7 separate regions of the Mus musculus genome follow, and all the other regions are linked to region 4. Evidence: chromatin contacts called from public HiCAR-type, HiChIP or PLAC-seq and promoter capture Hi-C data. All regions are on one chromosome and are shown on one strand. Each heading gives the region's core, a stretch centred on a gene start, on an enhancer-like site or on the middle of the called end of the contact. The rest is flanking DNA. Distances are from core to core; before and after follow the strand shown.

The links. Promoter capture Hi-C pulls out the DNA fragments that hold promoters and counts their contacts. HiCAR-type assays count read pairs that join an accessible place to other places. HiChIP or PLAC-seq counts read pairs in DNA pulled down with a chosen protein or histone mark. Capture Hi-C pulls out chosen DNA fragments and counts their contacts.
Region 1: a HiCAR-type map of astrocytes shows a contact between it and region 4, with 8 times the contacts expected there. The contact joins the promoter of Prss35 here to the promoter of Ttk in region 4. A contact is called at or near these places in 1 of 39 promoter capture datasets (cranial neural crest) and 1 of 115 datasets of contacts at active chromatin or transcription factors (astrocytes).
Region 2: a promoter capture Hi-C map of adipose tissue shows a contact between it and region 4, with 4 times the contacts expected there. The contact joins the promoter of A330041J22Rik here to the promoter of Ttk in region 4. A contact is called at or near these places in 2 of 39 promoter capture datasets (cranial neural crest and liver), 1 of 115 datasets of contacts at active chromatin or transcription factors (astrocytes) and 1 of 9 other capture datasets (adipose tissue).
Region 3: an H3K4me3 HiChIP or PLAC-seq map of embryonic forebrain shows a contact between it and region 4, with 5 times the contacts expected there. The contact joins the promoter of Tpbg here to the promoter of Ttk in region 4. A contact is called at or near these places in 2 of 39 promoter capture datasets (cranial neural crest and hippocampal neurons) and 4 of 115 datasets of contacts at active chromatin or transcription factors (astrocytes, embryonic forebrain, embryonic stem cells and 1 more).
Region 5: a promoter capture Hi-C map of pre-B cells shows a contact between it and region 4. The contact joins the promoter of Dop1a here to the promoter of Ttk in region 4. A contact is called at or near these places in 16 of 39 promoter capture datasets (the 3T3-L1 cell line, the C10 cell line, the HPC-7 cell line and 12 more), 2 of 484 Hi-C or Micro-C datasets (CD4 T cells and regulatory T cells), 6 of 115 datasets of contacts at active chromatin or transcription factors (astrocytes, embryonic forebrain, forebrain and 3 more) and 2 of 9 other capture datasets (adipose tissue and liver).
Region 6: a contact with region 4 is called in a promoter capture Hi-C map of hippocampal neurons, with 4 times the contacts expected there. The contact joins the enhancer-like site here to the promoter of Ttk in region 4. A contact is called at or near these places in 4 of 39 promoter capture datasets (the 3T3-L1 cell line, the C10 cell line, hippocampal neurons and 1 more), 1 of 115 datasets of contacts at active chromatin or transcription factors (astrocytes) and 1 of 9 other capture datasets (liver).
Region 7: a promoter capture Hi-C map of adipose tissue shows a contact between it and region 4, with 8 times the contacts expected there. The contact joins the promoter of Rwdd2a here to the promoter of Ttk in region 4. A contact is called at or near these places in 3 of 39 promoter capture datasets (erythroid cells, neutrophils and pre-B cells), 1 of 484 Hi-C or Micro-C datasets (CD4 T cells), 3 of 115 datasets of contacts at active chromatin or transcription factors (astrocytes, large pre-B cells and pro-B cells) and 2 of 9 other capture datasets (adipose tissue and liver).

What each region holds. Positions count from the first base shown.
Region 1 is chr9:86,741,878-86,745,979 of GRCm38.p6, reverse strand. It overlaps Prss35 (protease, serine 35), which reads right to left and starts at 2,347. Exons shown (of 2, transcript NM_178738.3): 1 at 2,174-2,347.
Region 2 is chr9:86,693,202-86,697,408 of GRCm38.p6, reverse strand. It overlaps A330041J22Rik (RIKEN cDNA A330041J22 gene), which reads right to left and starts at 1,967. Exons shown (of 3, transcript NR_045835.1): 1 at 1,707-1,967. It overlaps Me1 (malic enzyme 1, NADP(+)-dependent, cytosolic), which reads left to right and starts at 1,495. Exons shown (of 14, transcript NM_008615.2): 1 at 1,495-1,736. The coding sequence starts at 1,659.
Region 3 is chr9:85,840,232-85,844,349 of GRCm38.p6, reverse strand. Tpbg (trophoblast glycoprotein) reads right to left here and starts at 1,498. Exons shown (of 2, transcript NM_001164792.1): 1 at 1,395-1,498; 2 at 1-699. The coding sequence starts at 370. LOC115487186 (a long non-coding RNA gene) reads left to right here and starts at 670. Exons shown (of 2, transcript XR_003948199.1): 1 at 670-752; 2 at 1,135-3,008.
Region 4 is chr9:83,832,239-83,836,121 of GRCm38.p6, reverse strand. Ttk (Ttk protein kinase) reads right to left here and starts at 1,433. Exons shown (of 22, transcript NM_009445.2): 1 at 1,363-1,433; 2 at 198-351. The coding sequence starts at 333.
Region 5 is chr9:86,465,006-86,468,903 of GRCm38.p6, reverse strand. It overlaps Dop1a (DOP1 leucine zipper like protein A), which reads right to left and starts at 1,750. Exons shown (of 39, transcript NM_177208.3): 1 at 1,608-1,750.
Region 6 is chr9:86,622,298-86,626,163 of GRCm38.p6, reverse strand. The region is part of intron 6 of Me1 (malic enzyme 1, NADP(+)-dependent, cytosolic); the gene reads left to right. Among named protein-coding and RNA genes, the nearest start is that of Rwdd2a, 52 kb to the right of the region's middle. Within about 2 kb of position 1,978, at least 73 of the 459 cell types and tissues checked have an H3K27ac peak or open chromatin away from gene starts, as enhancers often do. A contact at or near this core is called in hippocampal neurons, where this site is marked.
Region 7 is chr9:86,570,708-86,574,647 of GRCm38.p6, reverse strand. Rwdd2a (RWD domain containing 2A) reads right to left here and starts at 2,660. Exons shown (of 3, transcript NM_001145969.1): 1 at 2,591-2,660; 2 at 1,585-1,811; 3 at 1-674. The coding sequence starts at 1,785. Pgm3 (phosphoglucomutase 3) reads left to right here and starts at 2,806. Exons shown (of 13, transcript NM_028352.4): 1 at 2,806-2,918.

The DNA.
Region 1 (4,102 bases), core at 1,098-3,597, 2.9 Mb before region 4:
CTGACAATGTGCCAATGGCTATTCAAAATACCGCATACCATAGCACTATTTTCAAATTCAGCTTCAGGACTGGAGACAGAGCAATGTCTGCTTTAAAAGTTTGGCAGTCCTTGAGGGAAAGGAAGATGGTAAAGTTACTCAGATGATTATTTTACAGTAACCCACAACTTCTGTTTCTCATCACAATAAAAACTAAAGCCTCCCTTTCTTTTCTTTTTTTTCCTGCTATTTCTGCAGGATACGTACATCTCAATTTATAAAATGTTTCGCTGTGTGTAAATCAAATTGAGGTGAATGGAACTAAGGTAACCCCAAGGGTGATCCTTCATTTGCTGGCATATGAGGTGCACCGTACATGACTCTTGACTACGCTTTATTTTTTTTTTAAGTTGGATCTTCAGCAAAGAATAGTTAATAAATGCATTATCTTTGGTAGTCACAGTGTATTTCGCTAATCACATATCAGTTTACCTGTAGGGAAATGTAAAATTATAAAATAATGATTTGTAAACTAAGTTGATGTTGGTCTTTCCTAATGTTCCCAATTCAGATTTCCCATCTGTCGTGTCTAAGGTGAAGGAGCTCCAGCATTCCAGAATTCCTGAGTCCGGTGCTTCTATTTAAAATGGATTTGTTGGATATTTGAGAATTGGGCACAGAAAGAAAGGCAGTCTATTCAGTAGAGAAAGTTGACCCACAGTAGCAGCTTCACGTGTGATGAGCCAAGCACATACTGAGGGCTCTCATATTTTAAAATATCTGCAAAAAAAGTGGAAAAGAAATGTACATAGAACTGTCTCACATGAGAGTCTTCTCTAAAATGAAATCCCATGCACCGTTTGATTGGCACTTTCTAGCCTGGCTCTTATTTGGCTAGGATTTTAACATTTTCTCTGCTAAATCATAAACCAGATCTTAAACACAATTCTCCAGTCAGCAAGTTATGACTTTTATAATTCTCTGTACAAATGAACTTGGCGGCGGGGAGGGGGGGATGTCAGAAGCCAGAAAAATTAATAAAGACAGGGAAGAAGAGACTTGATATACCAGACAACATCTTTCTGCATGTGTGTGCACGCCTTGGTTCTTGTGAGTAAATGGAACCCCATGGAAGTCAGAAGACAACCTTGAGTGTGGTCATATGCCAGGCTAACCCCCTAGAAGCTTTCACAGAGTCTCCTATGTTCTCTCCCCATCTGCTATAGGGCACTGGGATTTCAGATGTATTCTATCTCCTCTGGTTTTCTGTGGGTTCTGGGGATCCAAACTCAGGTCTTCATGTGTGTGAGGAAAGCCTTCTATTTGCTGAACCATCTCCTCAGCCCTGAAGAGCGACTTTCCAAATTGAAGATGGTATGGAAGTCAGATCAATCAGGCTTGGGAGTTGCTGCAACTTTCCAAAAATTCTTATTATTATAAAAGGTCTCAAGATCTCACACACCCATACACAGACACAGACACACACACACACAGAAAGACACAGACATATATACACACACGTACACACACATGCATATTTACACATATACTAACACACACTTACATACAGTCAGACACACATACACACACACCAACACACAGATGAGGCAAGAGAAATATTTAATCTCCATGTGCCCTTCACTCAGCTTTGGTAATTCTCAATACTTGGTTATTTTTTCAATCCACTCACCCCTGGCTGGTCCTTTAAAGCAAGCCCAAGATCTCCACTTCATCTCACCTCCTCGTCCCACGGGTCTTCCACTGTTCATTTCGCTACCCAGGCAGAAGGGAGAGGAGAGAGGGCAGGGCGACAGAGAGAGAATGAGGCAGACAGAGGCAGAAAGTACTTCGGCAGCAACTTAGGGAAGAGACAAACCTCTTTCCAGGAAAAGTTTTTACACCTTTTCCAGTGACATCTGTTAATAATCACAAAAATAAAGAGGGTCCCCTCTGGTACTGTTTAAGCAGAAAGCATTCCATTTGTATTCCAATGCAAACATCACTCACTCCTCGGATGTTAACCTTGCAGTGGCCGTTACTCATTCAGAATGGAAGAAGGGTGGTTGATCTCTAAAAAACAGCCAGCCTGTGATCCCTTCTTTAGTGCTTTTCTGTGTTCCTCCTGTGGGTCCTGCCTTGTTCAGGAGTGGTCCAGCCTCTAGGGTGCCCTCCTGTGCAGTGAGTTCATCCTTACCTGAGATGCTTACTGTATCCTCCCGTCCCAGGGGCGCTGCCCAGCAAGGATCCGGGTGGATGCAGACACTGGCTACGGAAGGTGCCAGGAGCCTAGTGGGCAGCAGAGTGCAGGGTCCTCTCAGCGGAGCTTCCCCGAGTCCGGGACCAGGCGAGAGTGGGGCTGCTGCACTGAGTGGCTGGAGATGGGAGGGGAAGGGGCGATGACGCTGACTTAGAGGGGAGGGGTGGGCGGATCCTGCTTACACACCACTGCATCCCTGCTGCACACCGATGGTTAAGAGCTAGAAAAAAACTCTAAATGGGTTCGCAAGAATGTAGGCACCCAGGGCGTGTTTTAACCAATGTTTTAAAAACAAAGCAGCAAAAACAAGAGGAGGAGGAGCGGCCAGCATGCCTAAACCAACTTAATCAGTATTAGCACGAAGGGAGTAAAGGTTATGGTTACCTCCAACCCAAGAGTCTCCATCTAAGGCCAAAGGCAGAGGTGAGGAGCCTACGCTGGGACACTGGGACACCCAGGGAGCAACTTGTGCAGCCTCCTGTGATTCACTTCTGTAGCTTTATTTTGAGCCAAGTTTGGCATACTCCCACTCCGGTCTCCACAGAATTCCCATCACACTCTTTCTGTTCCTTTCTTCTCTCCTCGGGATGGGGCACTCCTTTGGGATGGAGATTGTATGAGGAAAGCATTGTCAGCATTCCTTCTAGGCTCTGCCCTACAGTTACCTGGCAACAGCTAGGTATGACTGACTCAGTAAAAAAAAAAGGGGGGGGCTATTTGCCCCCTCCTTACTTATCCTCTTGCTCTCTTCCCTCTCTGTACCCTTCTCTCAACATTCCCCTCCCACCTCTCTCTCTCTCTCCACGTGTTCATGGCTGGCTTCTCTCCTCCCTTCCACTCCCCTCCCCACCCCTCCCCTCCCCACCCCTCCCCTCCCCACCCCTCCCCTCCCCTCCTCTCTTCTCCTCTCCTTGCCCCCCTTCTCTCTTTCTGTCTCTACTCCCTCCTAAACTCCCTTCCCCCTGCCCAAAATAAACTCTACTCCATACTATATCACACATATACTATATATGTGACTGGTCTCTCAGGGGGAAAGGATGCCTCAGTATAGACCCACAGAGGCACCCCCTTCCACCTCACCATACCTCACTCTACCAAACATATCCTGGTTCTTTCTTTCTTTCCTTTTTATAAAACACAACAAGCTTTACTTTTTCAGCTTTTACTGGGAAGCAGGTCTGGAGCAAAGAAAAGAAACCCCGAGTCCTGTATTTGGAATGTAGTCCAGTGTATGGGGCATTCACGTAAGCATGCCCAAGACTTAAGGTTTCATCCTCAGAGCCTGTGCTCACAACTGCCCCCTGACTAACCTCCATAGCCCCCCAACACAGAGAGAGAGGGGGGGAGGGGGAGAGGGAGAGGGAGAGGAAAATAAAATAAACTACCTCTGTCAGTTCTGACCTTCATAGCACCAAAGAATCAAATAAGTTCACAGGCCTAGTCTATCATGGAACAACTGGTTCTTTGTACTATATTCATTGATTGGTTGGTTGGTTGGTTGGTGGGTTGGTTGGTTATATGAGGAGCACATGTTTGCCATGGTACATGGGTGGAGGCCAGAAGACAACTTGTAGAGAGAGGTTATCTGTTTCATTCTGCAGTGTGGATCTGGGAGACTAGACTCGGGTCTTCAGTCCTGATAATGTGTTTTATGTGTTGAGCATTATCATAGCAACCCACAGCACATGGTTCCTTTATTACTGTTATTTCACTTATTTATTGTCGGGTGTGTATGTTACGTGACTGCCAAGAGGTATGGATGAAGGTCAGAGGATGGTTTCTAGGGATCATGTAGGTCCTAGAGATGGAACTCTGGTTGGTGGCAAGCAGTTTTACCCTCTGAGCCATGTCACAGCCCCGTAAAAC
Region 2 (4,207 bases), core at 718-3,217, 2.9 Mb before region 4:
AGTTTCTTACAAGGTAATGAAAGCAAAGGAGGTTGATTGTTTTTAATCTATATACTTGTTTTTCTGTGTTCTTGGCAATAAAATCTAATTCTACAAATGATTAAAAAGACTGAAAAGTTTGTGCTCTAGTCAATATTTGGGAAATAGGTTCTTTTTAGACTTTTTTTTGGAAGTGTGTATGACTATACAAAATAGCTCCTTGGGCTGCTCACCATCCAAGATGACTGGCGCTGTCAGAGAACAAGTAAACAGACAAGGAAAAGGAAGCAGCTTTACAGGTCCTGGAGTTCCTGAAATGTTGGCTTGGAGGGAGAGGTCACATGCTCCTTGGGCTTGTTCTATATTGGCGATCCTTGCTATAGACCTTAAGTCCCACAGCAATGGACAAGCAACATCTCTAAATTTAAGTCATAAAAGCTTCATTCTACTAAAACTGTTGGAATTGGTTTCTCCTGGAAATTTGTATCTTCCAGGTCTGCTGTTAAACTGTTTTTGACTCACACAAAGCATTATAATTGCAATGCGCCTCATCTAATTTAGGAGAGGGAGTTTTGTAAAGTATACCCCTTTCTCAGATGTTATGAGGTAAATTATTTATGGGTTGTAAAACTCACAATGAAAGGTGTCATGTTAAGTACAAGAAATGTTTTTGAAGAACTGTGCAATGCTAATATAATGCTTTCTATAAAATAACTGAGTCTAGATAATTTAAAAGCCAGGCCAAAGAAACTTCTGAATTCAAGCATAGCCTAAAAGCTATCGTTGTACTGGTAGAGTAAAGTAAAATAATTAGAAAACATTTCACAGGTATCTAGGCAATATATAACCCCATAACCATTCCTCAGTGTTTAGGCGAATACCATAGAATCTGGCCATGCGATTACACTAAAAAGAAAAGGCTTTGGTGTCTGAAGGCTGCTTGATTGTTCTGTTCTGTTTTAATCAGACATCCCTGAGTGGCATGGGACTTACTTCTCCAGTCCTTTAATCTTTAAGTAGAAATATCAATAATGCAACCACAGGGTTTGAATACTGGAAGACCTTTTATTCTCACCCTCTTTCCTCAAAGAAGAAACCATATAGTCTTGCAAAAATGAACATCTTGGTTTCCAGAACGCTCAGGGGAGTCCTTCTTAAGCTCAATAGGTCTGATCACTGGACCCGTGTACTCTTAACACCTCTTCTCTTATCGCGTTCAAAAGAAATTCCCCTCCTATGCTATTCAGATACAGGCGGGGAGTCGCCCTCTCGCCCAGTGCCATCGAGGCCTGGACTTTCTGGGTCAAAGTTGATCCCCCTCCTGCATCAGGCCCCGGGGGCATGGCTGGCACCCAGGACGTTGGGGTTAGGGGAGGACAGTGGACGAGCCGAGGAAGCGAGGCGGCCCGCCCCTCACCCGTCGGGGCCCAGGTCTCTCGCTTGGCGTTCACCAGCCTGGCCGGAGCCCCGCCCCCGCCCCCTCGCACGGCGGCTCGGCCGATGCCGCCGTGACTCAGCGCTTCTCGCGGGCCGCCCGGCCGCGGCGGCGGCGGCTAGGCGCGGGCTCCTCCCGCCTCGCCACCCCCTCTCGCCACCCACGCCCGCCCCCGGCCGCGGGGCCTTCCGTCGCACGGCCGCCGCCCGCCGCACTCCGCGTCCGCCCCGCCACCGTGCCAGCCATGGAGCCCCGAGCCCCCCGCCGCCGACACACCCACCAGCGCGGCTACCTGCTGACGCGGGACCCGCATCTCAACAAGGTGAGCCCCGCGGCCCCGAGAGCCGCCCTGTGCCCGCAGCCGGCCGCTGGGCCGCGGGGACCTGCGTGCCACCGAGGGGACCGTCCCACCCGGGAGGCCACTGCGGAGCCGGCGCCCTCGCCTCTCAGCATCCCGATGCTGGACCCCGGGGAGCGATGTAACTTGTGGTCCGCTCTTCTTTGTCTGCCCCTTTCCCATCCCGGGAAGGGCAGTGTGGACCAGTGTGGGAATCGAGCGTTTTCCGTGAGGGTGGCAGGCGGGCGGCCAGCTCAGCCGCGACGTGCCTTCCCGGTCCAGGTGACTGGACTGGCAATGACCGGAGGCTGCTGTGGAGACAAGTGGTCCTACCGGTCCTGCCTTGAACAGAGATGGCCTCTGAGTGCCTGGGATCCCATCCACAAGATGTGGGGGCTCCAGGGCCTCTTGGCTTCTGGGATGACATTGGTTGTATGGTGTGGGTGGTTTCTTGTTGAACCCTACGTGCATGCCTAGGTGGGAAAACTTACATGATACGGCGGTACAGTCATTTATTTTATTTATTCATTTATTTTCCTTTCTAAATTCTGACTTTTGGAAAGTTATTATTTTTTTTTAAACCAGTCCTCTTTTTTTCTTTTCTTATTACAAGGAAATTCAATGTATGCCCCAGATCAGAGTTCCCTTTTCTCATGCTGTGATATCTCTCCTCCCACCCTATACCCAAGATCTCCCCTAAATGAGAACATTTTAGAAATGATCAGTTTGCTTTTGTAAGTAACTAGGTCTTATTTTATAGTGTGGGTGGTTGTTAGAATGGTGTGTGTGTGTGTGTGTGTGTGTGTGTGTGCGTGCGTGCACGCACGTACGCACATATGTGCATGCACGTGTGTGCATATCTGATTTCCTATTTCTTCAGTATGTGGAGAGTGACATGAGTGTCAGCATGGAGGCCTGTTAAGTCTTTTAGGGTATCACTTTAGTGAACCTCCTTTTTCGTTAAGAAGTGTACCTCAGCATTTCTCTCTAGTCATGTTATGGGTGACTTGTGCTCATTATTAATAACTTAAACACGTGTGATTATTTTGCGCATTATAGCTAGTTTGAGTTTGTAATTTTTTTATGACTCTTTTTTTTTTTTTTTTTTTTTTGGTTTTTCGAGACAGGGTTTCTCTGTGTAGCCCTGGCTGTCCTGGAACTCACTCTGTAGACCAAGCTGGCCTCGAACTCAGAAATCCGCCTGCCTCTGCCTCCCGAGTGCTGGGATTAAAGGCGTGCGCCACCACGCCCGGCGAGTTTGTAATTTTTTTGTAGTGACTTCTACAAATCTTTATTTGATTATTTATAGCTATGTAGTGTAAACATTTTAAGTTTCCTACTTATTTTTCCTTCAAAATCAATGTAATTGCTAGTTTGAATTTTTTTTCTTCCTATTTTATTATCCTGTAGGTCGAGGACTATTTTCACTAGAACAAAGGTAAACTTTGGTGTGACAAAGCCACTTGTGGCTCTCACGTGTTACCTGCCTGTCCTGACTTATGACGAAATCATGGGTCGCCTTGACAAGATCACACGAGTAGCAGAACCTGTTTGATTTTCTTAAGTCAAGGTTGAAATGTTTGTTAAGAGTGGGTAGACAGGCCAGCCCATCCCATCCCATAGCAAAGGCATACTTTACTGGGTTTGGAGTCTCCTGCTAACCTGTAACAGTTGATACCCACTGTAGAAACGATACTGTCACAAAGATCTTACACCAAAGGTAGAAAAGTACAGTCTTAATGTGTGCACACATTTTACCTGCAGTGTATCAAGTTGGATTACAAATCTGGGTCATCTTGGGACAATCAATAGAAGGAACTTTACTTACTCAGCCCTGGGGTCAGCGTGATGCCTGTGGCATTAACATCATCTGCTATATACTCAAAAGTCCCCTGTCTTTGTTATTAGGACAGAATTCTTAATTTAATTTAATTTTTTAATGTTGAGATGACCTGACTCCAAGGGGATGCTAAAGTCAACAGTGCTTTCTAAATTTCTCCTAGCAGACGAGCCTAGCCTGTCACCCGCTATAGGAATACTCGTTTAGCCACACTAAGGAAGAGTTTGACGATCCTACCTTTGGGTGACCGAGACATGCTTAGTTAGTATTATGTCCGTACATTTAGGTATGGATGAAAACATCTTTTGTTGCTGAGGAAAGTGGCTCGGTGGTTAAGAGTGCTTGCTGCTCTTGCAGAGGACACGGGTTCAGTTCTCAGCACCTATCTCAGGCAGCTCACAGCTAGAGGCACCCACAAACAACTTGTATATGTACACAAGAGAGTGCGTGTCCCCCACACCACAGAGAGAGAGAGAGAGAGAGAGATCTACCAGTTAGCATTTTATTCACATTCTCCTGTTATTCAAATCCTTATAGTGCTATTTCCTGTTATGTTGAATGTAAATTAATGTTTTACTATCTATCCTAGATGTGTCTAACTCCCAAACTTAGCCTT
Region 3 (4,118 bases), core at 249-2,748, 2.0 Mb before region 4:
TGAGCGCCTCCAGGTCGGCGAGCGGCGGCTGGCGGGCGAAGGCGCCCGCCGGGAGCACGGTCATCTGGTTGCCGGTAAGGAAAAGGTTGCGCACGTAAGGCGGTAGATCCGCCGGCACCTCCAGCAGGTTGCGGTTCACGCACTTAACCGTGCGCGCCGCCTCGGAGCACTCGCACGCCGCGGGGCATCTCTCGGCTGGCGGAGGCTGCGCAGACCCCGAGGCCAGGAAGGCTGCCGGGGAGGTGGAAGACGAGGGTACCGAAGAGCTGGGGGCCGACGCGGAGACCCAACCCAGCAGCACTAGCGCCAGCCTTGCCAACCTCAGCCGTCCGTCCCCGGCGGAGGGGCCCCGGGAGCCCGCCCCAGGCATCGCGGCTCGCGGTTCCCCGGAGCTGGGACAGCGCCCGCTCCGAAGACTCGACCGCCTGGGCCCGGCGGGCGCGAGCCGGCCGCAAGCGTCGACGGCAAACTTTCCTCGCGTGGGAGCAGAGGAGGGGACGCCAAAAGCTGGAACTTGGCTAACCCCGAGCCACCGGGCGTCCCCCTCCCGGAGCGGCACCCCGCCCTTCCCTCCAGTGAGTACGCACGGCGGGTCGGGACACGGGCCTTGGCGCTCCTCCTCCCGCCGCAGCTGGGGTGGGTGGCACCTCCTCAACTCCTTTGTTGGCGCCTCTCTCAGGGCAGGATCGGATGAGCGACCTGGGACAAGCGGGAGAGAAGCGTGAGGAGGAGTGACGGCCGCAGCTCCCCGAGTACGAACCAAGTAGTCCCCACACTAGCAACCCGGCCCAAGCTTCTGTGTGCGTCCTTCCTCCCTAGTGGGACGCGGTCCCCACTCCCAGGCGCTAAGCCTACCTCTTCCGGGCCCACACCATCAGGACCCGGGCCACCTCCCGCCTGGCTCCTGCCCGGATTGCCCTCCTCCCGCCTAGAACTTCACGCAGACCCCGCGGTGTCCAGCGAGCAAACTTCTCCTTTTTCCGGATCCCAGCTCCTACCGCCCCGGCCGACCACCTGCCTTCCGGGGTCCCCGCCCCCGCCGCTCCTCCCCCTCCCACCTTGGGATGAGAGCGAAGTTTCGGGTTACGGGACTCTTAAGAGCTTTTTTTTTTTTTTGGTACCTCCTTGGATTAGTGTGAAAAGGGGAGCAGAGCCGTACAGCTGTCGCCTACTCTCGACTCCCCAGTTCCTGGCCACCCAGCTCCCCGATCCCGAGAGGATCCAGACATCTCCAGAAAAACGGAGGGAACCCGCCAACAAAGCGGCCGTGGGACCGTGGGCGGTGTGGCAGCCAGGACCCCCCCCCCCCCGGCTCTCTTCACGCCCTAGTATAGAAAGGAACCCTGGTCCCGCCTCCAGGCTCCAAACCTGGCCGCTCGGTCCCCACTGCTCACCTCCGCACCCCGCGCCTGCAAAGCCAACTCCGAGGGCCACCCGAGTCCACGCGCCTTCCCAGCTCCTGCTGCGGGCGCCGACTCTCCTCTCAACCCCAGCCCCTGGCCCAACCTCCACGGCTGGGAAAAACCAAGCCGGGGGGCGGGGGAGGGCCAGGGCTGCAGGAGAGATCGCCGCCGCGCTGGCCACCTCTGCTGCCCCAGGTAGGGGCTTCAGGGAGGGATACGAGGGGCAACCTAGGCTGGGCGACTCCCCTAGGCGGAGATAAATGAGCAACGCATCCCGAGAAGGTGAGGGATTCCCCTTCTGTTCCCCCTCCCCGGCATCCTTTGGTGGTTCCGTATTTTGCATAGCGTATTTACCTCGGACAGAAACAAAACCGCTGGTGGACCTCTTGGAATTCACGCTGCTTCTGGCACCGCTGGCAGTGAGGAGAGGGATTTAAGCGTGAGCAAAGCAGCAGTAGAAGAAGGAGCTGCACAGGTTACATCCGCCGCGGCAAACGCCTGGGTTGTGAGGGAGATTCAGAAAGTCTCCTCTCTCGTGGCTCGGTTTGGCTGGCAACTTCAGTTTATGAGGTAGTTAGTTAATGCCTTCCTACCTGTGCCGCCCCCGCACGTCTAGGGTAGTTATCAAACTTGTAAAGACAGTCAACTTTAAAGTGGGGGAGGGTTACTGGAAAGGACACTCATTCTTGATTCATTATGGGTGGTTTTTTCCCCCCTCCTCTCAAAATTAAAACCAGAGGGAAGAAAATTGCAGCTAAAACACCCCAGAAACAAAAGCAAATTGCAAAGACGTGAGTCACCCGGAAAGCTCCCTACACCAGATGCGGTGCGTTGTGTCAGCACAAGTCACTTACGCAGGGAGCGCTCGCGGCGGGAGGTGGGCGGGCTGACCTGGGAAAGAAGTTTGTCCCAAAGTCTGTCTCCCAGGGGGCGCTGGCAGGCGCCGGATGATGGATTAGGGAAACGACTGGAATGCTTATAGGACCAATGTCATTAAGTCTGGAGAGAGTTGGAGTCCCGAACGCCCTCTCATTGCTCTCTCAAAAAGTCTTATCTGCTTTTCCTCAGTCAAATTTTCCCCAAGTTAAAAGGTGTGGGTGATTACAGACTATTTCATTTTAGAGAGAGAAACGATAGGAGAGATAAGGCTGGGAAAAAGAAGACCCAGTATAATAAAAGTATCAAGTTAAGGAAGCCGGGGATTGTTCCCCACAACATGCATCATGACTGTGGCGGTCCAATTCTGAGTCTATGGCTGTTTCTTTCTGTGGAAAGATAGTCCACAGAAACACCAGCCAAAATGGCCCAGGAAAAAAAGCTGCAGAGCCTGGAGACTGCAGAGATTTGTGCAAAAAGACAGTTTCATTAATTTGCATCTTCAGCACATTTATCTAAATCCCTTTCTCTTATTTTTAAAAGTGTTTTGCAGTATAAATGTGAAAAGCTTTGAGGGGAAAAAAAAACCGACTCAGAAGCTGAAGTCATATGTATGGCAATCATGACGATGGTTATGTAAACCCATACACGTGCTAAAACTCGTAAGACTGTACGCCGAAAAGGGCAATTTTACTGCCTACGTTTGTAGTAAAGTAAATGGCACGGGAAGAATTTTTCTGATCTTCTGGTGTGGTCTTAAATGGTTCTGTCAAAAGAGCAAGTGCTCTTGTGACCTAGCTTTTTAGCATTAAAAAAAAAAAAAAAAAAAAAAAAGTATTCTCATCTCATCTCAACATATACCTCAGAGGCAAGATACACTGTAGCATTGGGACGATCGTCCTGAATCCTTCCTGTTCAGCTTGCCAAACAAGCAAGCAAACAAACAAACAAAAAAGACTATGAGCTAGTGTGATCTGGGGTCAAATGTTTTCTACTTGCCTAGTCATGCCACTTAATAACAATTACCCAATTTTACTCTGCATATCACAACCAAGATAAATCTTCTCACCAGATTTACCCATGAGAAAGCAGGCATGCTGGTATAGAACAATGTCAAGTGGAAGGTGGAGATGGAACCAGGACAAACTTACCTGCTTTTCATGTCTTCCCATTCCATGTCTAGGCCAGATGAAGAGATTTGTGCAAAGTCTCAATCTTTGGATATATTCAGCCTTCAGCCAAAGGGTGGTGATGAATGCATCCAATACACACACACACACACACACAAAGATGTTACAGACTTAGTTAAAACATGAGATTCTTATTTTGTAACCCAATTGTATGGTTTTCCCATGTGAACTTTATGCTGACAGCATCACCATCCAGGCAGGCCTGAGGGAGCCAAATAAGCAACACACCTGAGTGTCTTTCAGCTTCCCTCTGCAGTTCACAGCTACTTAGAACTAGAAGCAGAGGCATTTATAGCTCCAACACTTACACAGGGACCGCTGTTCTGATACTAAATCTGTAAAATGGAGCCACAAGTACAATTCAAAAGATCTCCACGAGAATTGAGATGGCACTTATCAATACCATCTGTTGTCATTCTCTCTCTAATTAATCTCCCTCCAGTTATCAATTATAATTTATTTCCATAACCATGTTAGTGATAGCAGTACAGGGTAAGCAAAGGTCTCCATAAAGCAGAATATTTAAGAAATGAAAGTACAACACACAGTGTTAGCTTTAATTTCAGTTAAACACTCAACAGTGTGGTGTTACCCACAAGTTCACTTGGGTCTTCCCGCTTTAATTAACCTAATCTAGACAACCCCTCTC
Region 4 (3,883 bases), core at 184-2,683:
TGTTTCCAAACAAAAGAAGTTAAAGTATGAAGTACAATTTAACGGATAACCATCACTTACTGAGAAAAACAGAAACAACTTCATTAGGCCACACAAGGTGGTTAACACTGCTCACCTTCAACTCGGAGGCTCTCAACGGTTTTTTTTTTTTTTTTTTTAGGTTTTTGTTTGCTTTTTTAAGCAAAGAAAAAACTCACCCGTGTGATCGGCACAGATTTTAGACAAGCTTAGCTCATCAGTACAGTCTTCATTTATCTTATTTTTAATATCTCTCATTTTGCTCATGATGGAATCAATCGTCACACTGCTGCCAATTAACTCTTCAGCCTCCATTTCTAAATTGTAACTCGTCTTTGGAATAAATAAGATAGAACATTAGTTTTGTAAACATATCTATCTAAATGTAACTGTTATGAGGTAAGTGTTAGTGGCAACTAAATCAAACCAGAGCAACAAAACCCACAAGGACATAGCTTGTAATTTACCAGAACAAAGTTTCAACGAACCAAAAACATCTATTCTTCCCAGTATGAAACAGCATTGAGGTTACACTGTGTGAACCTGGAAGATAATGCTCTCATGACGCTTTTGTGTTTTGAGTAAGGGTGTTAAGTAGCCTAGGATGGCCTTGCTCTCTCTGATTCTGCAGCTTATCTCCTTACATCTCCCAAGCACTAGCTGTACATAGATACACCACCACGTCCAGCTGACGCCTTTGAAAACTTCATTTCACTGAATGTCTTTCTTTCACCTACGGAACGTAAGGAATCCGTTTGGTAATGACAATAAGTTGTCCCTTTGGTCGCCTACCCTGCCAGAGTAAATATTGACATTGCGCGCATTCTGCATCCTTCTACAGATAAGCGACTTTCAGAAGTTTGTCCCAGACAAAGCCCTGATTTGTGCTTTTATCCTTCTAATGCAAGCATCGAGGTACTTGTCACAGTACTGGAGCCCAGGCGCTCCGGTTATCTGCATGAATGTGTTGGTTAATAGCCCACAGTCTGCAGGCTTTCTGTCACTCTGTCTGCCATTCTCCACAACGCAGTAACTAAAGCTCAGAGCCACCGCGGAGTGTTAACAATAAAAATGGGCCCAAAGGAGGGGAGCAAGGGGTTCCCCACCTCCTCCCAGCTCACAGCCACCCACGGGGGCAGGTCTTGAGAGTTACACAATCAGTCCTGACCCGCACGGCGCACCCGCTTCTGGGCCCTGCTCCCCCACCAGCAGCCCAGGACCTACAGGCCGTACCCGCCCGCCTGGCCGGGGGCTCAAGCGCCAGCTCGCTCGCCGCCACCCTCGTCACCCAGCAGCCTCCCGCCGGCCGCAGCCTCTCTGCCATGCCCGCTCTGATGCACCCACCTCTGAAAGCCAAGCTGCAGCCCAAACAGCAGCACCCCAACCCCTCTCCGGAAACACGTTTGAAATTTCCCCGCTGCCTTCCCCGCTACCTCTCATTGGTTACGGCTCGCCACGTGGAAGCGTGGGCCGTGATTGGCTCCTTGCGTCGCACCGCCCCTCCTGCGTTGAGGCCGGACCCACCCACTTCAAGCGGCCCGGGGAGTTACCCGCAGCTGCCGACGCGCTCGCCGTGCTGACCTGCGCCTGTACGGTCAGGGGTCAGGGTCTTTTTCTTTGGTGCTCTCCCGCTGGACCTTGCACTACCCTCCAGGGAGCCCTGGCCTCGCCTTCAACCCAAGACCCGCCCTTCTCTTTGTTAGAATTCTGGTCCCCTCCCTGTCGGGACATCCTGGCTGAGCTCCTTTCTCCGAACCATTCCCCCCCCCCGCCCCCATCCCCGTGATGCTGTCTCAGTTATGAGCTCAGCTGCTCTTAGGAGAAACGCTTCTCTAGGCTTTCTCAATGGTACCCAGCTCCCCTAGCAGACTGTGTGGTCCAGGGGAACGGTTTCATGGGCGAGAAATGGCGCAGATGCTGTGTTTTTGCTCTGGTTTACTCTTGATAGTTTTGCTTTGTGTAAGAAGCTACAGCAGTAGCCAGATCTCTCATCTTCATTCAGTAAGTGATGCCCTCTGTCACAAATTGCTGATACCCAAATCTGTGGATATTCCAAGTCTTTAAATAAAGAGGCATTGTACACACAACCTATGCTCTATTCCTGTATACATTTATTTTCTTTTGGTGGGGGAGGGGAGCTAGTTTGTTTTTGTTTTCGAGGCAGAATCTCACTGTGTGTGTATTCACTGCTGCCACAGAACTGACTCCCTTTGCAGAACAGGCTGGGGTTAAAGGCATGTGATTTAAATCTCCCAGCGTCCTGAATACTTTAAAATTTATCGTCTATGCATCATTTGTAATACCCAGTTGAATACAGAAGTGATACAAATAGATGTTATATAGTGTTACTTAAGAAATATTGACAAGTTGTTCAATAGAGACACAGGAAAAACATATTTTTTTCTCATCTACAGTTGAGTAAATCCATGAATGTAGAACCTATAGACACAGAAGGTTTAATGCAAAGTTAGTCTTTAAAGTATTTTTGGTCAAGCATAAAAGCTGAAAAGCAAACCTTAAAAAGATCAGACTATCTTCATGAAATTTAACTGTAGACTAGAACACAGCTCAGTAATATTTATAGAAATACAAGAAAACTCAACAGGGTTGTCGTTACACTCTTATGTAATTGAAAAAAAAATCACCAGACTTTGAAAACAAGAAAATGTAACTATTAAGGGGGAGGGGGAATAAGGGATCAATTAAAACAGACCAGAAATGACACAGATGACATATTTGGCTAATTAGGACATTAAAATAGTAATGTGTGCTGTATTTTATGCACTCCAAAAACTTAAGAGAGAATTCTATAAACATGTTAAAGAGAAATTCAGAGTGTGTGAGAAAAAGCAAAATAGATGTATGGAAATGAAATGTGCAAGGTATGCAATAGAAAGTACATTATGTGGGGTTAGAAGATAATTTGCTGGGAAAAGAAAAAAAATCACTAGGCTTGAAAGCACAATTTAAAAACTGTATGAAGGGCTGGAGAGATGGTTCAGCAGCTAAGAGCACTTCTTGCTTTTGCAGAAGCCCCACATCAGGTGCTCACCATCGCTGGTGACTCCAGCTCCAACGGGAATCTGGTGCATCTGAGATACCCACACTCAGGTGCATTTACCACAGATGCACACACACAAACACAACTACAAATAATAAAAAGAAGTCTTTATTTTAGAATACATAAAATTAAACACAGGGAGATAAAAGTGAACAAAAGCAGTGGCAGACTGTGAAACAAGGTGGTCTAATATACATACAACTGGAATTCCTAGAAGAAATGAGGGGAAACTGGAAAAAAGTGGGCAGTCTGTTCAACTGTGATCAAAACTAAAAACCAACAACAACAGACTGAACGACATGGAGAATCCCTCCACAATTTATGATTGTATTATAGGAACGTAATTAAGTTGTTTAAAACTGGTTATGAAGAGAAAGGTCTTCAAAACAGCTGAAGGATAAAAGACAGTTAGTTACACATAGGAAGACAACCATGAAGACGACAACAGACGACCTGTCAGAAATGATGTAAAATGCAAAACCTATTTCAGAATACTTTAAAAAAAAAAAAGCTGGCCCTGACAAATTTTACATCCACCAAAAGTATTATTCATTATGAAGGGAAAATAAAGATGAAAAGATAGGAAGGATGGCTTATCACAAGTATCATAACTAGAATACAAGATAGTCAAGAAAATTCTTCTGATAGAGTAATTCTGAATCTACAATGAGTATACACACCGGAATAATGTATGTGATCCAAAACATATATCAATACTGTTATTAAAAGCCTAAAGAAAGCACTAAAAACAAGAGGAAAATGACAAACAAGTAAAAACCAACAAGCAAACAAAAAAGTAATTGC
Region 5 (3,898 bases), core at 501-3,000, 2.6 Mb before region 4:
CTGCCTTCACAAGCAAACCAAAGTTAAACTTGGGGGAAGGAGGTGTGGCTTGGTGGTAGAGTGTTTGCCTTGTATTGGAAATACCTCAGGTTTGATCTCCAAACAAACAAAAGTTAAGGTTGGTTAAATCTAGTGTGTTGCCACATGATTTGACATGGAACACTGTTTAAGGGAAGTAAACTATTGCTTTAGTACAGTCTTGATGGGAAATAGCAATTTTGAAAATCATGAGCTCTTCAAATCCCTGAGGCTGTTCATGTGCCAGGCCCAAGGTTTCATTCCTTCCCAGCACCCCAAGAAAAAAAGTTTACAGTGGGAGCACAGGCTTGTGGTAGAATCTAACTAAGCATGCACAAGGAATCGCAGTACCACTAAAACAAAACAACAAAACTAGACACCAGAATACAGACAGTAACTGAGGGGTAGAGAGATCATACCCAGTTAGCAGCAAAAACAGAGCTTTGAACCTTAGCCCTCAAGCCCCAGGCTACAGTTGTTTCTACTATTGGAATTACAAAGTAGGGCTCTTCACAACAGATGGGAAAGCAATTAAATTTAACCTTTGGGTCATGGTGTCACATTTTTGGTCTATGTTTCCTTCAGTTTTAAAAATTCTTTATTAAAAATTGGGTCCCCAAAAGGGGGTTGCTTTTAGCAGTTCTGAGGAATGACAAAGTTTAATTAGAAGTAACCATTACAACAAGGAATTCAGACTACCTGGGCTATAATTTCTGTCAGCTCAACGAACCAAGGGATTGATAATCCTGTGACTTACTTAGCACATAGCCTAGCACATAGCGACGCCATGCTAATACGAATACAACTAACCTCAAAGTGGCAAGACCTTAACACCTACATATGGGGCTATCATCTCCAGAATGAAAAGTTTTGACCCTATAGTTGCGAGCTACTAAATGAGGTTGACTCCTGTATTTTTCCGATCAAAAAAAAAAAAAAAAAAAAAAGAGAAGAAAAAAAAATGTGTTTGTTGACTACAATCTCTAAATCTGAGTTTTCTTCAACTCCACAGAACTCCGAGATAATATAAGAATTAACAAGACACAATTTGCTTGGGGAGGAGAAAGTACAGTTGCGTGCTATTCCCTCCTCAACAGGATGAGGGTGAGGTTAAGTACAGCGATGGGGCAACTTTCAAAGCCTTGGAAATCAAAGGTGAGGACTGTTAACAACTTCCGTGTGCTAGCTCGGCTTCCTCTTGGTGAACTTGGCTCTGCTTCCCAACCCTCTGCACCGGCACATCGGCGGGCCTCGGTGTCGCCTCGATCCTAAAAGGGACCCACCGGGCTGGCGAGGCAACGGGGTGCCGGGAAGCCTCCAACAAAGGCGCCGGGCACCCGCGCCCAGGTGACACCACCCCTCAGCCCCGTGCCGGCTCTGCCCGCCGAAGGCCACGGGCGGACAGGCCCCGGGTCCCACCGCTCGCCCCGGGCAGGTCAGGGCCCGTTTCCCTCCACCCAGAGGCGGGCTCAGGTGGGGGCCGGGCGGTGACACCCCGACGCCACCACCGCAGGCCAAGCCCGGAGACGCTCGCCCGAACCGTGCCGCGTCTCGCCGCGCGACCGCGCCGGGGGCGGGGACGCTGTTACCTGCCGCGGGCTCTGCTGCTCCCCGCTGGCGCCGCTCTCTTGGCAACCGCGGCAGCCGCACGAAGGCCGCCAGCCCAGGGCCTAGTGACAGCTACCAGCGTGCACCGCGCGCGCCCACGCCGGCGTCGACGTCGGCGGCCTCCGTCCCCGCCCCCGTCCCCGTCCGCTGCTCGGCGGCCACGGCTAGCCGGCGCCACAGCGCCCTCGTGCGGGCGACCGGAGAGACGGCGGAGGGAAGGCGGGAAAGGTGTGAGCAAGGAGCCAGCGAACCATCATTTTGATGGAATGGGGGAATTGAAAACAGTTTTGAAGTATTATTTAAGTACGATCATCTGGATCCACCAGCACTTTATGCGCGTCATTTCAGGCACAGTTTGTGTGAAACCGAGAGCCAGTTTAGCACTTTTTTTTGTATCTAGCCGTCTTTCAAACGCGTATTCGAAAGGGTTGTTGTCTTTACAAGTGTTTTTGCGTGTTCTAGTTTTAAACCATATATGAGGAGCACGCTAATCTGAGGACGCTGTGTATTTTGCTAGGTGTCAATATTAAGTATTGCCAAAATTTAAGTAATATTCTGTGTTAAAAGTATAAGAGAACAATTGTCCTTCAAATAAATGAGTTGCCACCAAATAGTAGTTACCTTTGCTTTTTTTCAAAAATTATTTACTTATATTTTATATGGGAGTGCCACAGGTATGTGTGTGCATGCATGGAGCCCAGAAAAAGAGGTCAGATGCTCTGAAGTTGCAAGCAATTATGAGTGCTATAAACCTAGCTTCCCAGTCCTGTGAAACAGCAACCAAGTGCTCTTAACCACAAAGCCAACCCTCCATCCCAAAGCTTTTACTTTTTAAAGCTATTATTCCCTCTTATGATCTCAAATTGTTGGAATGAAACAGGAATTTATATAGCAACATGATAAACTTTAAAACACCTCAAAGGTTGATATTAGAAAAGTTATCTGAAATCACATTTTCAGTATACTTAAGACCAGTTTTTGTTTTGAGACAGTCTTGCCACATAGCTCTAGACGGCCCTGTACTCACATAGCCCAAACTGACCTTGAACTTTCAGCAATCCTGCCTCAGTCTCCTAAATGCTGGGGTTGCAGATATACGCCATCCTCTTTGGATTAAACCTATTTAGAAATGCTTCCAGTTTGTTCAATGTCAGATAATTATAACTATGAAATTATGAAATGGAACATCAATAAACAGGATTTCAGTCCTGGCTAGTTTTATGTCAACTTGACACAAGATAGAGTCTTCTGAAAGGAGGGAACCTCAATTGAGAAAATGCTTCCATAAGACCTAACTGTAACTCGTTTTTTAAAATAGTGATTGACCTAGGAGGGCCTAGCCTATGTTGGGTGGTGCTATCCCTGCCTGGGTCGGTGATCCTCGGTTCTATGGGGAAGCAGGTTCAGTGAAACCATGGGAGCAAGCCAGTAAACTCACCCTCCCATAGCTTCTGCATCAGCTCCCCCTCTCGGTTTCTGCCCTGTTTGGGTTCCTGTCCTGACATCCCTCAATGATGAACAGTGGTATAGAAGTGTAAGCTGAACACATGCTTTCCTCCCCAAATGCCTTTGGTACTGTTGCTTCATCACAGCAAAAGCAACCTTAACTAAGACAATCCCCATTATACAAGCTATGTTTTAAATAACAGCTTTCCATTCTTAAAAGGTGTCCAACTGAAATCCTATGGCCTGATATATTTGTTTATACCACACTAGATCTTTTACTGCATCAAACTTTCGAAATGTATCTTGTAGGAGCAATTAAGTTATGACTTCTTTTATTTCTGCAGTATAGTGGGAATGTATATCAGAAATTACTCATTTCCTTTTAGCTTCTCAAAAGTTACATGAATGGTCAGTCAAGATACAAGTCCACCAGTCTTTTAGTGGTTACACTGGTTTTTGCAACTGTTTCAGTCTTGGAAGTACCATATCTAGCGCGAAATGTAATGGCCAATCAATTGTGGATATTTTTGGATACATCATACGGAAGCTAATAAACTGTTCTAGTTCAAATAAAGGAGACTCCGATAAAGTGGGCTTTGGGGCTCTGGACCTATGGGAAGTACCACCTGTACAGCTTCTGCTCCATTATCTACCTCATCCTACTCAACTATCCAGAGAAGAGCTTCCCCTGGCCCAAACTGAGCTTTCTGTTCATTTCAGGGAAAGAAATGCTCGTAGTCATAGTCAAGCCCATCCAACATCCTTCCAGTGGAGGTCAGCTCTGCTCTCTGGGTCGCACCTGTCCTACTAGAGCGGCCACTGGGGC
Region 6 (3,866 bases), core at 729-3,228, 2.8 Mb before region 4:
GGAGAGAACTCGGATCACCCATGCTAGCATTCAAGACTACTCAATCTGAAACTGAACGTTATTACCTTTTATTTATTGACTTTTTTGTATTGAGGAGGGGTGTACTTTTGGTGCAGTGCATGTGTGGAGGTCAGAGGATAACTTGCAAGCATCCTTTTCCAGCTAAGACTCAAGTTAGAAGTGAACAAAGAATAAATGGGGGGTGAGGGTCCCAGATCTGTGCTAGCAGATGCTAATAATACTACTTTGAAGGAGTTCAGAAGATGAACGGTAGATTTCAGATTACAACCGGTCTGGAGTGGCTCAGCAAAGAAAGGCCCTCCCCACCAAACCTGATGACCTGACTTGAGTCTTCCCCAAGGCCACACTTAAGTCTCCCTTGCTTGATGACTGGTTTCCCTAAAGCCTTTACTGGGCTCTCTGTGTGCTATTGAGTTTGACTTAACCTGGATTTTAAAGCCCAGGACCCATGCCTGCTGCCTAAGGAAGTACTTAGCTTCTTTACACTGAAATATTCTCAGCCTCATTGATTGCTTTTAATCTAAACCTCTTTTAAGGTTTGTTCTGCTCATGTGCTTTGTCTATCTAAAGAGTCTATTTCCCAGTCAGCATTTTAAGGGCAAAATTTATATTTCTGTTTGCTGCTATATTTATAAAGTATCTTCCTTAATATATTATCAAAATGAGTCATTTGGAATAAATCTCCCCACCCCCAAGGAATTAATCCGATATGAAGCACCGTAGCTCTTGGACACTGTGTAGTGCCATACACGTAGCACATCCTACAACATGATTTTACCCTGCCGTTCAGAAAGAGCGTGCACGATCAAGTCAGTTACACGACCCCTCAGTGTCTTAAGATCAAAGAAAGACTACTGTTTTCATCAGTGTTTGTCCACGTATGCCTGGTTTTGAGATGCCTGGTGTGTTGAATGCATACAGATGTCATCTTGCAGATGCCTGGTGTGTTGAATGCATACAGATGCAATCTTGCTGATTTCGTGATAAAGTTCTGGGTGTAGCTCAATGTCAGAGTGCTTGCCCAACACGTGAGTTCCCATGGCCTACCGTCAGCCCAGATCTAACCGCACAAGCAGTGTGAGCTCACTAAATGCTCGGTCTTTAGTCATAAGGAACTCTAGCTTCTACATCTGTAAAATGTAATGACAGTGCCTTCCTTGCTGAATTGCTGAGAGAATTAAATTATATAATCCCTCTGAAATGTGGACCATACCATCTGGTGCTTAGTCAGTTCTGGCCACAGCCATTACTCACTGAAGTAAGGTGGTTTCCAGACTTAACACACCACAGAGAACACAAGCTCCAGAAGTTTTACATGTCCGTTTTGGGGTATTTTTGTTAGCTTTTCAAACTATATATACCTGCTATTTTATGCCAAATTTTGATTATAAAATAGTAGGTTCTTTTCACAGTTACGTAGAGGTAGATTGGCTAATTCCTAAGCATTCCATTGCTCCTGATTTCTTGGCATCTAGCAACTTGAAGCTAGAACAAAGCGTCCCTTCTGGGACGTTCTCTTTATTCCATGGTGTAGGATACCCATTGCAAGATGAATCCTGAAAGCCTCTTTCTAAATCTCTAGGACTGATCAGAGCTAACTACCAGGTAGGAAATGTCACAAAATTAAAATGAGTGTGTGGCATCTTCCTGAGGATGAGTCTAAAACAGGCGCATGAAAATGATAAGGTGCCCTGTGTGCCGATTTACTACCTAGGACTCTCCCCAGATGGCACGGTGGAAACCCTGTAGATTTATAGCTTCACTACACCATGTCCTGAACACGAAGGCAAACCACACCGGAGGGACTCCATTTCAACCACAGAGAAACTGTAACAAGCCCCAAACCACCAGACTGAGTAAGTAGTAGATCCCGGAATAGAGTTGAGAAGGCTCTGATGCTCCTCACAGACCACAGGCTGCTGCTTCTGAGCATAATGACAGAGCATCTGCCGCCGCTATTCCCCAGAATATGACACACCAGGGCATTGTCCAACGACGTGCAGTTTTGGGTTTCTGAAGGAAGGCTCCTTGGAAACAAGAAAGTTGGAAAGTAGCCATCACGGCCGTCGGGTGGCTGCTGCCCGAGACCTGTGTTTGGGGCACTTAGTTGCTACCACAAAGTTTACTTCTCCGCTGACATTTTCAAAAGTGACAGTTTGTAATTATGGAAATGCTTCTTTTCAGTTCTTTATAACATTTTTGTAATTTCATGGAGGGCTTCCTTGGGATATGAAAAGTGAAAAACTTGTAAGTGCAGCTGTATTGTTCATCATTTGTCTGCACTCTCCCAGTTTCCTCTCAGCCTTTCCTCCTTTGTGCCCTCAGTAGATTCTACAGCACCAAACAACCGCTCTGGAGTCTGAGTTTGAAAATCTAATCAGTTGGCTTTACTTTGTCAGGCATACTTCTGTCAGTACTATGTCATCTGACAAAATTTGCTTGTATTTATATGTATTTCTCCGTTTATTAACTGGTAAAGAGCTTTTATTATTTGGATTATTTTCTTTGTGAAGAACAACCTTTGAAGTTCCTTCAGTCGCTTCATGTAAACTGTCTTGTTTTAGCCTTATTCCTGAAGAGTAGTTTTCAAATTTCTCTTAGACTTTGAGGGCATTATCTCACATTTAATAGCTTCTTTTTTTTTGGTTTTTCGAGACAGGGTTTCTCTGTGTAGCCCTGGCTGTCCTGGAACTCACTCTATAGACCAGGCTGGCCTCGAACTCAGAAGTCCACCTGCCTCTGCCTCCCAAGTGCTGGGATTAAAGGCTAATAGATTCTTTTGCTACCATTAAATATTTTTGAAACTCTTGAATATCGAGTACTTATTGTTAGTCATTGCACTAAACACACTTATCATTTCAGACAACCCACATAACAAGTATGTGAGAGATGTGGACAATATTCTCATCTTTCTTGGTGGGAAAACACAGGCACAGAAAACTTGAAGATACATAGTATATTCATCTGTATAGATGCCAAGATTTCAGTGTGGGAGCTCTGACTCCATAGGCTGTGGCCCAGAAACATTATAATAGCCAGATTATAGAAAGAACAAAGGTGTAACCAGTCATACTCAATATTAAAGTTATTTGAGAGCAGTATTGGTGAAAGCAAGGATGCATTTTTTATGCATACACATAGTAGCACATTAATCATTACTATCTAGTTGTCATGTTTACGCCTTATACTTATATCTGTCCATATCTATAAGATGAAAATCATGGTGGTAGTCCATTGTGTGGTTGTGAAAACTAATTGTATGCGTTATGTCTTACGAAGTGGCAAAACATATTTGCTGTTGTTAGTAGTGTAGCGAAACAGAAAAACAAGAGCTGACTCTTCTGTATCACATGGTGTATCAGATGATGGAGTACTAAATAAATGGTACTAATATAGTTGGGCAAATAATGTAGAAAATAGATACTTTCATCATTAAAACTGTATGGTCTAAATCCATGATGCTGTTAGAAGAAAGTTTGGATTATAAATTAATACTCATGCAAAGGCTATCATAGGCATGTTATCCAAAGGTGAGTCCATATGTAAAAACTTCAAGTAATCTTATTAAAACCCTGAAATTTCTGTGGTAAGATCAATAGAAACATTATTCTAGTTTCATTTGTGTTGCTGTGATGAAACAAAACAAAACAAAACAAAACACAAAACTCTTTACCAAAATCAGCCTGGGAGAGGGAAGGGTTTATTTGGCTCCCAGTTCCAGGTCATGGCCCATCATTGAGAGAAGTCAAGACAGGATTCAAGGCAGGCCTACTTGCTATTCTACACAGCATTACCTCTGACCAAGGAACTTATTTCTCAGCCAGAGAAATACAAAAGGAACCATT
Region 7 (3,940 bases), core at 1,411-3,910, 2.7 Mb before region 4:
GACTCTGAGCTTTTGCTTTCAATACCAAATAATATCTGAAAAACATGCTCACTCTTGTGTTTTCTCAGAAACTCCAGGAATTGGCCCAGGTTCATGTGATAATCATTCCGCAATCCATAGTCACCATGGGCCTCAAGGAGTAATTCCTCAAACGAATGGAAGAGGCGCAGGTCTTCACCGTCCCCCTCTGTCTCCACACTTTCTGCATGCTTGCAGGAAATGTGTTTCCAATTGGGGTATCTGATTGTGTGCCAGAATTCCTCACAGTGATTCTTGAAGCCCTCCACACAGATTATACCAGGCTTTCCTGTCATGCAAAATCCAGTCACATCTAACCTTTTTCCCACTTCCAAGATCTTTTTCCTCAGGTCCTGCTGATATATGTGGTGGCTATAGATCCACATGCGGAGGAATGTGTTCTTGACTGGCTTCGCCTGTACGGATGGCTCGTCCGACAGCTTTCTGGTGAGGAAGTAGGATGCGCTGTTGTCCTGCAGCCACTGGATGGCTGCACAGACACACAACTCACCTGGGTCGAAAGTCCCGAGATAAGCACTGAGAGCTTGGTTAAGCAGCAGCTGCTGTTGTCTGTCAAGCTCAGGTGACCGTCCAAACAGCTGCAGAGCCACGTATGGGTAGTTGTGAGGCATGGTTACTTGCAAATCAATGGTCACCTTAAAATAAAAACGACATAGATTTAAATACTGAGAAATCACACGAGCTAGTTTATCATGGCAACTGCACGATTACGATAGGAACAGTCATGGAGACTCTCAAGGGCCTGCCTGCCACTGAACAACGTATGCAGTCAGCTTTCCTAACCACCGCCGACCAGCGACGTGTGCTGGGTGTCCTGTGCTGGAACAGGAAGTGATGAAGTCAGACAAGATTCCTGCCTCAGACCGGAGCTTCCTGAGGGAGACCATGCTCACACATAGCAAGAATTTCATTTCAATTTGAGAGGCAGAATCTACTGTGGGAGAAGTTCAAGGTTCCACTGAAGTGTGTAATTAAGGAGATAAAATGGTCTGAGGGAAGGACAACTGAAGGCTTCGTAGGGGAGAGCGAAAACATTCTTCTAAATGTCCAGTCCACATGGTACCTGCTCTGCTAATGTTCCTAGGACTAAAGGGTCCAGAGCAAGGAGGTAAGTTTATATTTAACATTTAGGTTTTGTATGTGTAGTTACTATGCACATTCAGTGTCATTGAAAACCGATGAAATCCTAAACACTCATTAACTTCATTAAAGTCTGTCTGAATTTATGGACCATCTCATGTTTGGTACATTTTCCTTCCAAACGCATCCTGGGATTTGAAATTGTCTATTTGTTACCTGGACAGGAAGCTCATGCTTTGGGTTTTCCAGTTAACAAGTGGATACCTGGGGCTATGCCATTAAGAGCACTGGCTGCTCTTCCAGAGGATCAGGGTCCAATTCTAGGTTCCCACATGCAGTTCTGGCCTCCAGGGGGCACTGCATGCACATGATGAACAGACATACATGAGGGGGAAACACGCATACACATTAAAAGCAAAACACGATAGGCACCCAGAAACACTTAGGACCAATGAAAGCACCCACCTTGGGCTCCTCAATTTGGAGCGTGATGACAAATTCGATGTTGGGTGGGAGCGCCTCCCTGGTGCCTTCCAGATACCTCTTTATGTTTGTTAGGGCGTTTACATCTTCGAGTTTTACTTCTCCTTGATTAGGAAACATAGAAAACAGCATTTCCATCTCCAGCAGCTGAAGCTGAAGGCTTTCTTTTACTGACCCTGACATGTCTCCAAATCAGCCGGCTTGGAAACCTGGAAAAGGCCCAGAAATAATGGGGTTGTAAATGACGACTGGTGTCCAGGAAATTTTCCCAAGGTCCCTTTTCTAAGAGGCAGTCCCGCTGTTTGTAGAGAGCTACGGGCACGCATCCATACACTTTAGATTTCTCTCCTAGCCCCCCCCCCCCAATCTAGTACGCACAACATCCTTTAAAATGCTCCCTCAAACCCCAGAATCCTTGTCTCTCCTTCCCACCCTTGCCGGCCATTCTGGAGTCTGCGCTTTCAACAGGTGCTCGGGTGACAGATTTCGTGGCCGGTGGTTGCAAACACCTGTATTCCTGGTCAGCCTCAATCCCGGGAAAACCAGGGACCGGCCCGGGAATCCCACTTGGATCTCAAGCCTGCGCAGCTAGGAAGGATGCCTGCAGTGCGGAGGGGAGGGCTCTAGGTCATCCCCGCCGCCAGCCCCCATCCGCAGGCCCCCTCGGAGGACAGCCTCCCCGGACCGCAGTGGGGTGCAGCATCTCGCGCAGGTGCATAGGGACGCCACCGCAGAGCCAGGGGCTGGGAGGAGGGGTCTCAGCCATTTCCACTTAATAAAGTGACGCCTAGGGCTAAGCGGGTGAAGACCCGCGGGGATGACGCTGACCTCGCCTGGCAGGGGCTGGGCTGGGAGGTGATCTCGGTGGTCGGAGGGACGTCAACGCTCCCGTTCTTTAGGGACCCGGGACCCTGAGGCCCAGGCTGAAAGGCGCAGCTGTCCACCCCGGGAGCTAACCTTCGGCCCGCCTTAGCCGCCTTAGCCTCACCCTTTCAGATCACTCAAGCCAAGCAGCCCCGAACCCGCTCCGAACCGCAGCCGCAGTTCCGCGGGCGCGAGCAGCGCGCGGACGGCTGGGGGGCGGGGCTTGGCGCATAGGGCGGGGCCACAGACACCAACCCGCCGCGATTGGTCGGGGCGGGGCTTGGTGGTGCAGGGGCGGGTTCAGCGGCCCTTCCGGGCTGTGATTGGTGTGGGCGGGGCGTCGGGCCGGAAGCAAAGCTGGGCCACGTCTGCGAGGTCTGAGAGAGTTGGTTTGGTGCGCACTGCGCGGCCGCGTCTCGCCTGTGGAGAGAACGTTCTTGCTCCAGATCTAGGTGAGCGGGCGTGGAGAATGCCGGGCCGCTGTGGGTGGGGGTTCATCGGCAGCTGAGGCTGGGGCATGACTGCCGGACCTACCTATCCAACGCTGCGCGCGGCCCAGGTGCCTGAGGTCCTCGCGCTGTAGTGCGCGGAGCCGCGAGTCAATCAGTAGCTCGGAGCAGGATGCATCCCCAAGGGTGGCAGTTTGAATGAAAGAAGCAAACACTGTTAGGGCTTTTAATAAACATTGCCATACCTAATCGAAATTAGTTCGAGAACTCCAAATGCATTAAAGGGTGGAAGCATGCCGTTGTTCTATGACTGTGATTTTCCTTTGAGAGTTCTGAATTTCGTAGGAGTGGTTGACGCCCCTATGAATAATAGGGATACATTACCAACGGGTCATTTTTTTTTTTTTTTACAAAATTATATTCGTCCTTGTGGACAAAAGTTTGATAACTAAAGTAGCTTGGGAATGATCTATTTTACTAACCGGAGAAAAGCAAACATTTCCCCACACTTCTGGTAGTGTTGTGTATAGAAGCAAGGAAGGACAATAAAGCGAGGAGGTGTGGCTGTTAGCGGAGGGACAGCACCCCCTCTCTGGGCAAACTAGGATAGAGCTGACCCAGGAAGTACAGTTTGTGGCTCTGCAAATACACCGCTGGCCGAAGTGGAAAACCCGAGTTGAATGAATTGGAGGTATCCCACACTCACTTGTTTTTAAATGACAGGTTGGAAGTAGCATGGTAGATGTTAGTTGTTTTTGATGTTACTTTAGAAGGCTGCCATGCCTGTCTTTATGGAGATTGGTGAGGCTTCTGTGAGATGGCCTAGCTGATGGGGGTGGGGGTGGGGTTGGGTCTCAGACCAGAGGAAATGACTGTCCATTGTTTTTCTTTTGGGACTGTTTCTTTCTAGCTTGAGAGGAACAGCAAAAGAGCCACACGGATTCCAGGTTTCTGACCTTCAGCCTCAGCCTTTCACTGGCCGCACACCAGACTTTATATGATTAACCGAGGCCCACACCGGGAGT